2 separate regions of the Sus scrofa genome follow, and region 1 is linked to region 2. The links are chromatin contacts, called in public HiChIP or PLAC-seq maps. All regions are on one chromosome and are shown on one strand. Each heading gives the region's core, a stretch centred on a gene start, on an enhancer-like site or on the middle of the called end of the contact. The rest is flanking DNA. Distances are from core to core; before and after follow the strand shown.

Region 1 (5,883 bases), core at 1,220-3,719, 170 kb after region 2:
CCGGCTGCGCCCAGGGCACATGGAAGTTCCTGGGCCAGGGATTAAACCGGAGCCGTAACTGCGACCTACGCTGCAGCTGTGGCAGCGCCAGATCCTTTTAACCTGCTATGCCGGCCTGGGGATCAGACCTGCACCTCCACAGTGACCCAAGCCGCTGCAGTTGGATTCTTAACCCACTGTGCCACAGTGGGAACTCCTAGTCAGTGACTTTTGGTCCTTAAAATTTTTGTCAGCATAAGACTCTCAGAACTTTTTTCTCTTACAAGAAACTAGAGTAGTGGTGGCTGATGGCCATCTCCATGGAAACAGTGCCATGCCAGCCGGGATCTCCATGGAAACAGTGCCCTGCCAGCCGGGATCTCCATGGAAACAGTGCCCTGCCAGCCGGGATGTCCATGGAAACAGTGCCCTGCCAGCCGGGATGTCCATGGAAACAGTGCCCTGCCAGCCGGGATCTCCATGGAAACAGTGCCCTGCCAGCCGGGATGTCAGCGCAGCAGACAGCAGCACCTCACCCCAAGAAGAGGTCCCCGAGGTGGGTGGCGGGACGGCGCCTGTCCTGAGGGGCGCAGCAGTGAGGCGGCCCCTCCAGGGCTCCCTGCCAGGAGCCTGGTGCCACCTGCTCAGGGTGCCTCTCCCGCAGGAGCCACAGAACGCGGCTGGCTTTGGGCAAACGTGTCCTAGCCTCTCTGCTATCTTCTCTTACATGAGTGACATTTTGTTCCACTTCTTAATGCCTATAAGAAGGGATTCTCTTCACTTCAAATCTCTCCCTTTATTATCATAATTAGGCTTTACTCGGAAAGCAAGCAGTAAAAACTCTTCAGACAAGCATCATTACTTTGCGGCTTTCGGGCAAGAGAGGGTGAGGGACTTTCGAGGTAAGACAGGCGCTGAGAGAGATGAGCTCCAGCTCCCGGAAGGCCGGCCCAGCGCGGGGTTCCCGGTAAACACTAAGAGAGCATCCAATGGCTTTCGTCTTCTTGGTCCTTCAGCAAGGGGAACGGCCTGCGTCACACAGGGAAGACCAAGTCCACACTTTGTCCCGAATCGACCGCTACCACGTGGGTCTTCCTGGTCAGGTCGTCTGCGCCCACGGTGACGGAATAGGTCCCTGGGTACACTTCTATGTAGAGGTCCTTAGAGACAGGCTCGGCCTGGAAGGATGAGCAGGTGTGAGCGGTTTAGAGATTTTGGGTCCCAGTGCCATCAGGGCACCTCCATCTGGCGACCTGGTTTTTTGTTTATCTTTTTAGGGCTGCCCCTGTGGCATATGGAGGTTCCCAGGCTAGGGGTCCAATCGGAGCTACAGCTGCCAGCCTGCGCCACAGCCACAGCCACACAGGATCCGAGCCGCGCCTGCGACCTGCACCGCAGCTCGCAGCAACGCCGGATCCTGCACCCACTGAGCGAGGCCAGGGATGGAACCCGCAACCTCATGGTTCCCAGTCAGATTCCTTTCTGCTGCGCCACGACGGGAACTCCCACAACGACTTATTGGTCATCAACCATGTGAGCGAAGGAAGGAAGGATTCAGGAACATAATGCTGTACGTCAACTATACTTGAATCGAATATTTTTCAAAAGTAAGTTGCAGGAAGTACAGCTGCATCAGAACTGACAGGCCAAGGACGCTTCGTTTACTGCACAAAAGGGGCGAGACTGGCATCTGAGATTCCGACGCCGTGGACGCCAGGTCCGTTGGCATCGTCAGATCCGCGAGCGCTGAGGCATCCAAGTCTGACAACCGATGCCTGTACTAGAAGCGGAATGTTCTCAGTTGCTACTAACTCCAGTACATCCTGCACGTGATCTCAGCCCAAAGGCCGAGCAGCGATACCTCTCGAATATGCTGGATCCTGCCTAGTAGCACATTATATATAGATGAAAACTAAGCAAACTATTGCAGCAACACGCTGAGTTCCATTCCCCGGATTCCAGCCCTTCCATGTTCCAAAAGGTCCCTGGGTTCATGACCTAATGAGAACTTCATTCTAAAAATGAGAAACGCGCCACTTATGTTTTTACAGAAAAGCACGTGCGGAAAATAGGAACAAATCCCTTCAAATGTTTTGGAACCTGATCTACCCAAATGTATAGTTTCAGAATTTGAGCAATGGTTTCCACTCTGTAAGCAGGCGGGTCAGGGCCCTCGCGCTGCTTGAACAGATGGCGGAATTCCGGCAGGACCCAGTGCCAGCCCAGCGGAGCCGGAGGAACCGAGCTGTGCATATCTGGCATTCTTTCCAGCCACAACTATGCGTTCAAGGCACAAAGCGTATCCCTGAAATTTCAAGTGAAGGAAGGATGGAAAGAAAACATAATTTTCCACTGAACTAAAATGTGCAGTTTCCCCAAGGGCAAAACCACCTCGGCTTAGAAATACCACAGACCCAGTACAGGGCGCCCGACAGCGACCAGATTGTCTGGTTCCTGGCACTGCAGAGCGGTGGAGCCCAGGCCCTGGCTGTTGTGTACTCACCGGCCGGGACACCCCCAGAACACACTCCGATGCCTGACAGCTGCCTCTGACACCAAGGGAGGCGGGGTTTCTCTGCAGAGAGAGGTATGACATCGATGAGGGCCCGAACTCGGCCTTCCGGACGGTCAAGAGGAATTTTCTCCCACTCAATTAGGGGGCACTTAAAAGGGCCCTTGGCCAGGCCAGAAAAGGGAGCCTGTGCTTTGGGCTCTGGCACGGCCCCCTTCCCCGGGCCCAGAGGCACCGGAGGTGCCAGGGTGCAGCCAGCCCTCGCTCAGGGCCCTGTGGCCACTCTCCCATCTGTTGCCTGAGTCCGCAGGGCAGAGAAGTCAGGAACCCAGCCAGTGGATCACACTCTGGACTTAAGGCTGCTGTCTTTGAGTACAACCAGGGGAGTTGAAAAAGATCAAAAACCCCCACTCTCCTCAAAACAACAACAAAGGGCTCCTGCTGAGTCAGTGCAACGTAGACTCTATGGCTCCCCCAGGGTGACACAGAGTAAGAGACAGGTGATTTGCTGAAGAAAGGCCTGTAACTGGTACCTTTAGGAAAAGCGATTTGTTAAGAGACCCCTCCTTACAGTTTTTACAAACTACCAAAGACATGATACTTTTACCACCACCCTACAGTGAAACGTGTTCTCCTGAGAAATCTCTCTCAGGAGCTCCTGCTGCGACTCAGTGGATTAAGAACGCCACTAGTATCCACGAGGATGTGGATCTGACCCCTGGCCTCGCTCGGTGGGTGAAGGATCCAGCTCTGCTGCAAGCCTCGGGGGAGGTCACAGCTGCGGCTTGGATCCGGCGTGGCCGCGGCTGTGGTGGAGGCCACCGTAGGCCGGCAGCCGCAGCTCCGATTCAACGCCTAGCCTGGGAACCTCCATATGGCACAGGTGCAGTGGCTAAAAAGAAAGAAAATATTTCTTTCCTATCCCTGATGTAGAAGAGGGTGTTTAAGGAGCTTTTCCTTTAGGTCTGCCTAGGACTGAAGATCCTATGGCAGCATCATCTTCTCTTCTGGACAGACTCCTGTTTCATTGCTCTAACTTCTCCAAGCCTGGAGGGGCGTCTCCTCTGAGCGCTGTCATGCTGAGTGGCGCTGCCATCCGGTAATACAGTCCAGCAGGAGCTCCTGGACGTGGGGCCTCCCGCCTGGGGAGCAGAGGACATGGCACAGCTGAGGACACACACCTGGCCACTCCCCGGGTCCGGGCCCAGGCGCAGCTCCGACTTGCCTCTGTGGTAACGATAGGCGTGAGCTGACCCTCCTTCCTCGGGCAGCGATGAACAGTATTTCTGGGGAAGGAATGTGAGAGATGTGGGTAACCAAACAGTCTGGCCGAAGTTTCAAAGCCTTCCCTGTTACCTGGGCAGAGTGCCGTTAGGGAGGGAGGCAAGAGAGCAAGGGCAGGCGGCCCGCCTGGAGAGCACCCCGAAGTCACGGACACGTCTCGGCCTGCGGGAAGCGGCCGCAGAGAGGGGCTGCACGTGGCATTGCTCTGCTGCCATCTGCTGCCTCTGGAGGGCAAGCGCTCTGGCAGCTCCAGCTGGGCAGGACATGTTCCCAGCTTCACCCGGTGTCAACCACACTCCCTCCATCTCCTCACGCCAAGTCCTGACGACCAGGTCCGTCTACTGCCTGCGTCTCAGAGACCAGGGAAGAGACAGCCGTGCATTGCCTTGAAATTTAGATGCGCAACAGGGAGCGCAGCACAGCCCCGCAGCTATGCGCCTCTTTCCCCGGCGGCGGAGGAGGGACAGGGCTCTGGTTTAAGCAGAAGAAGCCAAAGGGGCAGAAGGCAGATTTCGTCTTGTACCTTCCTCCCTCACAGCTAAGCTTCGACCTGCCCTTGATTACGACGCACGGTGAGGACATTGTAAGCCTGCTTGTTCTGAACCAAGGGTAGGGACAGTGTTTAAGGCAAGAGACGAAGAGAATGAGAAGCTGGAGGAAGCAGGTCAGGACATGAAGCTATGATGTAATTTAGGGGCTGCTTCCAAATTCCGAAAGCAAACTCAGAGCACTGTTCTCAATTCCATCTCTTGAAAGCCAAGGGGTTCCGAGGCTCCATTCCTTAATGGAGACTTGAACTGAAGCGTGACCTCAAAACCAAGATGAAGAACACGCAATTGCGAAACTTCAAATCAAAGACAAATATTATTCCTTTTACTGAACCATGAACCAAAATGTTTAACTTGATCACTTTACAGTAGAGCCAAAGTTAGGGATTGTTCTGTATACCATTTACCAGCACAAGCACATACAAATACTCTCCGAACCGTATCTCACTGGTTGGACTCCTCTTCTTGCAGTCACGAGGACTTTATAAAAGACATAGAAATATTAGCGACTCTTTTGAATCTTCATGTTCATTATGAGATCGAGACGGAAGACGGAAACCAAGTAACTCTCCCCCTTCTGCGGGGCAGCCCATCCCCCGCAAGCACGTAATCAAAAGAGGCTGAGGCTGCAAGAGGCTGCAGTCTGTTCTAACTCTCCGAGGACAGAGAGCACCTCCTATGCAGGGGTTTTCTTGAATGTCAGCTGGCTGCCTTTCAACGTTTGAGTACTTCGAGGTGCATAAAGATGACCTCAGTGCATGGTTTTGAGAAGAGGGTCTTGAAGCCTTTCTTCTCCCATTCCAATGAATGGAACAAAGAATCTTGAGTGAGTTCCTTGTGCTATAGTCTGTTTTCTGGTGTTCATCTCCCATGGGAACCAAAGCAACAGATTATAGGGCTGGGAAGGACTTGAGACAAGGTCATTTTACGCTGGGGAGGGTCAGGCCGAGAGAGACTGACTGGCCTGCGGCATTATAGCCAGTAAGAGGCAGAGCATGGAGTGATTCTTGGCCCCGAGGCTGCTGCTACCATGAAGCCACACTGCCTCCGATGAGGGCACTGCAACTGTGCCATAACCACCTTTGTGGTCAGCAAGTGATATGAACCCAAAGGGACAGACTTAAAAACTACATCACCAGGGACTTGGAGTAGAGGTTAAGATCTAATGGAGGGAACCCAGAGAGGCTCACTTGCAATTTAGAGCAAGCCTAATGATCTAAAAAACAAGCCAAAAACAAAGACGACTTTAGTGCAGTTCGAGGTTTTAAGAACCCCTAAAATTCAAACTTGTTTTGGAACTCAGCAAGTAGGCTCCCTCCCTCCCCTCCCCAGTCTGAAAACAACAGAGAGGGGAGAGCCTTTTTCTGGCTTGCTCAGTGCTGTACCCTCCTAACACTTATTATTTGCTGAGTGAATTCCAACCTGGATTTATGACCTGGTTTAAACCCTGGCTGATTACAACCTGCCCACCCAGGAGGGCAGGGTGAACAGGCAGTCGCCAGAGTCTGCCTAAACTCCACGACCATCTACTCTGTGACCCACCAGCAGGCAGCCCCGGGG
Region 2 (5,985 bases), core at 2,255-4,754:
TGTGATTTCTTTCCTTCTGCTGACTTTGGGTTTTGTCTGTTCTTCTCTCTCTAGTTGTTTTAGGTGTAAAGTTAGGTTGTGTGAGCTTTTTCTTATTTCCTCAGGTAGGCTTGTATTGCTATAAACTTCCCTCTTAGAACCTCTTTTGCTGCATCCCATAGGTTTTGGATTGTTGTGTCCATGTTGTCATTTGCTTCTAGGTATTTTTTAATTTTCTCTTTGATTCTTCAGTGATCCACTGATTGTTTAGTAGCATGTTGTTTAGTCTCCACATGTTTGTGTTTTTTGCAGTTTTTTTCTTGTTGATTTCTAGTCATATAGCATTGTAGTCGGAAAAGATTCTAGGTATGATTTCAATTTTCTTAAAGTTACCGAGGCTTGATTTTTGACCCAGGATGTGATCAATCCTAGAGAATGTTCCATGTGCACTTGACAAGAATGTGTATTCTGCTGCTTTTGGATGGAATGTTCTCTAAATGTCTGTTAAGTCCTCTGGTCGAATGGTTCATTTAGGGCCTGTGTTTCCTTGTTGATTTTCTGTCTGGATGATCTGTCCATTGCTGTAAGTGGGACGTTAAATTCCCCCGCTTTATTGTGTTATTGTCAACTTCTCCTTTTAAAGTTGTTAGCAGTTGCCTTATATATTGAGGTGATCCTGTGTTCTGTGCATAGATATTTACAATTGTTATTTTAAGGTCTCTTTGGTTGATATGAGCATTGCTACTCCATTTTTCTTTTGATTTCCGTTTGCGTGGAATATTTTCTTCCATCCTCTCACATTCAATTTGTATGTGTCCCTAGAACTGAAGTGGGTTTCTTGAAGACAGCATATATACGGGTCTTGTTTTTGTATCCATTCAGCCAGCCTGTGTCTTTTGTTTGGGTCATTTAGTCCATTTACATTTAAGGTAAGTATTGATATGTGTGTTCTTATTGCCATTTTATTAAGTGTTTTGGATTTGTTTTTGTTGCTCTTTTTCCTTCCCTTCTCTTGTTCTCTTACGATTTGATGACTATCTTTAATGTTGCATTTTGATTGCTTTTTCTTATTTGCGTGTGTACCTATTGTAGGTTTTTGGTTTGCAGTTACCCTGAAGTTTTGATATAGGAGTTTGTATACATAGGAGATTGTTTTAAATTGTTGGTCTCTTAATTGCAAATGCCTCCCCAGTGTCCTGCGTCTGGACCCTGCTCTTCTCAGGATTTCTGACTTTGGTGGCATATTTGTATGTGGATGATTTCCTACCTTTACTATATGTGTGTCTTTACCAATGAGCCTTGTCATTTGTCATGTTTTTGTCTCTAGTTGTGGCCTTTTGTTTTCCACATAGAGAAGTTCCTTTAGTATTTGTTGTAAAGCTGGTTTAGTGATGCTGAATTCTCTGGGCTTTTGCTCATCTCTAAAGCTTTTGATTTCTCCTTCAAATCTGCATGAGAGCCTTGCTGGGTAGAGTCATCTTGGTTGGAGGTTTTGTCCTTGCATCACGTGAAGTAAATCATGCCACTCCCTTCTGGCCTGCAGAGTTTCTGCTGAAAAATCTGCCGATAACCTTATCGGGGTTCCCTTGTATGCTACTTGTTTCTTTTCCCTAGCTGCTTTCAAGATTTTCTCTTTGTCTTTCATTTTGGTCAGTTTGATTAATATGTGTCTCGGGGTGTTCCTCCTTGGGTTTATTTTGTATGGTACACGTTGTGCTTCCTGGATTTGAGTGAATGGTTCCTTCCCCATGTTGGGGAAGTTTTCAGCTATTATCTCTTGGAATATTTTTTCTGTCCCCTTCTCTCTCTCTTCTCCTTCTGGCACCCCGGTAATATGGATGTTGGTGCGTTTAACTTTATCCCAGAGTTCTCTGAGACTCTCTTCGTTTCTTTTCAATCTTTTTTTCTCTTTTCTATTTCATATCAGTGATTTCCACTAGTTGTACCACACCTTAATTATTCATTCTTCTGTCTTCTGTTTTCTGATGTTGGCTGCTTCTAGTGAATTTTTTACTTCAGTTATTGTATTTTGCATCACTGCTTGCTTAATCCTTAAATCGTCTATTTCTTTGCTCAGTGTTTCTTGTAATTTTTAAATCTTTGCCTCCAGTTTATTTCTAAGATCTTGAATGATCTTTACTATCATCAGTGTAAAATCTTTTTCATGGAGGTTGGTAATCTCCAGATCACTTAGATGTTTTTATTGTTTTTTTTTTTCTTGGTCCTTTATTGGAGTCATAGTTCTCTGCCTTTTCACTTTGTACAGATTTTTGGTGTGGTCTCCTTTTTGCAGACAATAGAGTTGTAGCCTCTCTTGCTTCTGATGTCTGCCCCCTTGTGGCTGAAGTTGATACAGGCGCTTGCTGTAGGTTTCCTGGTGGGAGGGACTGGTGCCTGCCCACTGGGGCTTTGTCTCTGGGTGAGATTAAAGGTGGCTGTGTGCCTGGGGTGGGGAGATCTTTAGGCAGGTTGTTTACTGATGGGTGGGGCTGTGTTCCCACCCAGATTATTGTTTGGCCTGGGCTTCTCAGCCCTAATGGGTGGGGCAAGATTTTCCCAAAGTGGCCACCTCCAGAGGAACACACTGTGATGAATATTCCTGAGACCTTTGCCTCTAGTGTCCTTCCTCCACAATGAGCCACAGTCAACTCGTTTTCCCAAGAGATTCCACAAAAACCACAGTCAGGTCCGACCCAGATTCCTATGGAGCCTCAGCTTTGCCCTGGGACCCAGTGCACCTGAAAACCTGGGTATGTACCTTTCAAGAGTAGAGTCTCCGTCTCCCCCACTGGCCCTCAACCCCAGGTGCTCCAGGGAGCTCCTCTGCCCAATGCCAGACCCCCAGGTGTGGGAAGCTGACGTGGGGCTCAGAACTCTTCCTCTCATGGGTGAGACTCTGCCATACAGTTACTTTCCAGTCTGTGGGCCGCCCATCTGGCGGCGGTGGGGTTGCTTACATCGCGTAATCACCCCCCCGCCCGCCATCTCAGTGTGGCCTCCTCTTTGTCTCCTGGAGTGGGATATCTTTTTTGATGGTTTGCAGTCTATTGGGTTGAAGGTTGTTTGGCAGTTAGTTGTAATTTTGTTGCTTTTATGAGAGAAGGTGAGCTCCAGTCCTTCTACTCTATCTTAATCCCGTCTCAGTGGGGATATTCTAATATATATTTTGTTTTCATGTGTTAGATGGAATAATTTATGAGAAGATGCTGCCTCCTCTTGCATTTGATTTTTCAGGAGAGTTTGTGTAGGAAAGGCAGAATAAGTGCTTAATTCTTCCTTTTATTTACTCAACTTTTAAGATAATCAGTTGGATTGGTTCACTGCTCTCCTCAGAACATGGCTATTAAAAATATTATCATGAACTCATTAATTGAAACGTATCTGATGGGTTTCATTTCATTGCAGTCATTTTTATTATCCCGTCTTGGTTGGTGGGAGCCTCGTCATGTTGGCTCCTGAGTTGTTGGACATAACCCCAGTGGTTGCTTTTTGGCATTTCAAGATGTCCCAGGTTCCTCTTCTGTCCTAAACTTAGAATCAGCTGTTCTCCAAGAAGCTATTTCTCCTCACATGTGTTCGCCTCATCCCCCACGTGCAAAGTCAGCGGTACCACCTCCAGCTGTTCAGGCTCACTTTCCTCTGCCAAGATGGTGACTCCTTTCTTGTCTGCTGATCCTCAGACGCAGGGAGTGCCAAGTGCCCTGGTGGCAGACGGAGGCTGTGGTCCCATGCACCAGGACCCACAGAATGGGGTTCTTTGTTCCCTGGCAAGAGTCTGCCTCTTATGGAGACCAGGGCTTCCGACCCTGCAGGACCCAGCGCTGCAGGAACAGGAAGCAGCACGTGACCGTGTGTGTGGCCACTCCTGCTCCTCGGTTCCTGGAGCCACGTCTTCCTCCTCAGGGACACAGCACCACACGAACATCTCTGACTTATCGCGCAGACTGGATCCTGAGGGATGGCACCCCATCCTTACAGACAGTTGCTGCAGATGACTAAGCTGGCGCTCCCCTCAGTCGCCACCCCCGTGCTCTTTGAGGTTGTGTGTATGTGTAAAAACCCTAACGTCCTGGGCCCGCTCACCAACTTCCTTTTCTGTGCAGTGGGCGTGCGGGCCGTGTGCCGTGCTGGGTGGGATTCCACGCTTCAGGGTCAGGTGTTCTCTAAGCTTCTGGACATGGGTGCTGGCCGAGGTTCTGTGGGCAGAAAAAGCAAACTGGTTTCCAGATAGCTTTGTGTCTCCGTGAGGACAGACTGCTGGCCCTTCCGGGGTGGAAGGCGCCCGGTATATAGAACTAGCCGATTTGCCCCCACCCGGCTGTTTGGGCTCCTCAAGGAACAACCTTGTGTCAGGGGCTCAGCGTTGGTTTCTTGCTGGCGGATGGGACCCTCCAAGGCAGCAGGGCTGGATGAGGTATGTGGGAGTCTGTGCTGCTGGGCTCTGCGAAGTCTCCCTTTCTGTCTTGGGACCCGCTCCATTCGTATGCTTATCGGGCCAGTTCCAGGGTGGCTCAGGTTTGATTTGCTTAGTTCACTTCTCTTCAGTGCTGGGTGCTGATGTGTGACACTGAAATCTTCACCCTGCCGGCCCCCCCGTGTCCACCCACGTGCGTCTCCCGAAACCAGATCCTTTCCTTCCTGTCTCCTGACCCCGGCGAGGAGGGCGCTGCTCGCCTCTGCACACAGCGCTGCTCCGTGACCGGGGCAGCTCCCCTGCGGGTTCCTCCCTCGCTCCCCGCTGCCTTTCAGGGCACCCCCCGAATGTGATCGTCATGCAGCCACCGTTTCCAGCTTCCAGTGACTACCGCTGAGTTCCTGGTGTGGCCCAGTGGTAACGAGCCTGACAAGTATCCATGACGATGCGGGTTCGGTCCCTGGCCTCGCTCAGTGGGTTAAGGATCCGGTGCAGCCGTGGGCTGTGGTGCAGGTCGCAGACGCAGCTCGGATCTGGCGTGGCTGTGGCTGTGGTGTAGGCCGGTGGCTACCGCTCCAGTTAGACCCCCAGCCTGGGAACCTCCACCTGCCATGACCCTAAAAAGAACAAACAAACAAACAAAACAGAGAAGGACTACAGACCGCATCGACTTTATGGCTCAAACTCAGTTCATGGCAGGAGTTCTCGAAGAATTTAACCTGATGCTCTCACCATCTGGCATTTCATTTAAACCAGGGCCCAGTCACGCGCTGGGAGCCGTTTCTGCAAAGGTGTCTTAATTCTCTGCTGCCGATGACAGCCGTGACGCATCCCTGTCACATCCATACTGTAGAGTCTGCTGGACCCAAGGACCCAAGTGACAGGCTCTTGGTTTAGCAGCTTGCCCCTCTTATTGAGCCCTCTTCTGCTGCAGGCGCCAAAGAGGAGCTGGCGCTTTGTGAGAAGGATTCCTTGGTGCGGAATGTGTGGCTTCCAGAGTCCAGAGAGGCGTCCAGGTGCTGCGCTTCCTTCGTTGTGGGAGAGGATGAAAGAGGCATTGGTCTGTCTTCGTTTGAAGGGGACATTCTGGCACAGCCATGACCACTGGACGCCTAAAACCTTCACTGAGGTGGCAGGTAGGTCCCTGAGCCTTCCTAGGGTGCGTTGCCCACCTCCTGGGGGCACATGTGTCTTAAGGTCTCTGATAAACTAGCCACTTCTTGTTTTTCTGACACAGTCACTGTGACTGGTCTGGGGGATATTCTGTGGGATGTTCAGAGGGTTCACATCTCTTTGGGTTGGTTTGTTTGTTTGGGGGGCTGTGAGGCATGTAGAAGGTTCCAGGCCAGGGACTGAACCTGTGCCACAGCAGCGAGCTAAGCTGCGGCAGTGATGATGCTGGGCTCCTAACCCGCTGTGCCGCAGGAGACGTCCCAGCCCAGTTCTCTCTGTTGTGACTGAAAGCGAGAGATAAGTGACCCTGGGGAGAAAGTGTAGCTAGCTGTTATCGTCCGTTCCATGTGCGCGTGAACTGTTGCTGATCCTCCCTTCCGCTGAAATGGAAAAACCACGTTCACGCCAGTGGCTGCGGA

What was found. HiChIP or PLAC-seq counts read pairs in DNA pulled down with a chosen protein or histone mark.
Region 1: a contact with region 2 is called in an H3K27ac HiChIP or PLAC-seq map of skeletal muscle. The contact joins two enhancer-like sites. A contact is called at or near these places in 1 of 47 Hi-C or Micro-C datasets (skeletal muscle) and 1 of 2 datasets of contacts at active chromatin or transcription factors (skeletal muscle).

Annotation. Positions count from the first base shown.
Region 1 is chr9:530,787-536,669 of Sscrofa11.1, forward strand. AKIP1 (A-kinase-interacting protein 1) reads right to left here. Exons shown (of 6, transcript XM_013979076.2): 4 at 3,673-3,777; 5 at 2,483-2,554. It overlaps LOC110255347 (a long non-coding RNA gene), which reads left to right. Exons shown (of 2, transcript XR_002335508.1): 2 at 1-864. Among named protein-coding and RNA genes, the nearest start is that of AKIP1, 4.0 kb to the right of the region's middle. Within about 2 kb of position 2,470, at least 19 of the 83 cell types and tissues checked have an H3K27ac peak or open chromatin away from gene starts, as enhancers often do. A contact at or near this core is called in skeletal muscle, where this site is marked.
Region 2 is chr9:364,182-370,166 of Sscrofa11.1, forward strand. No RefSeq gene overlaps it. Among named protein-coding and RNA genes, the nearest start is that of SCUBE2, 23 kb to the right of the region's middle. Within about 2 kb of position 3,505, at least 7 of the 83 cell types and tissues checked have an H3K27ac peak or open chromatin away from gene starts, as enhancers often do. A contact at or near this core is called in skeletal muscle, where this site is marked.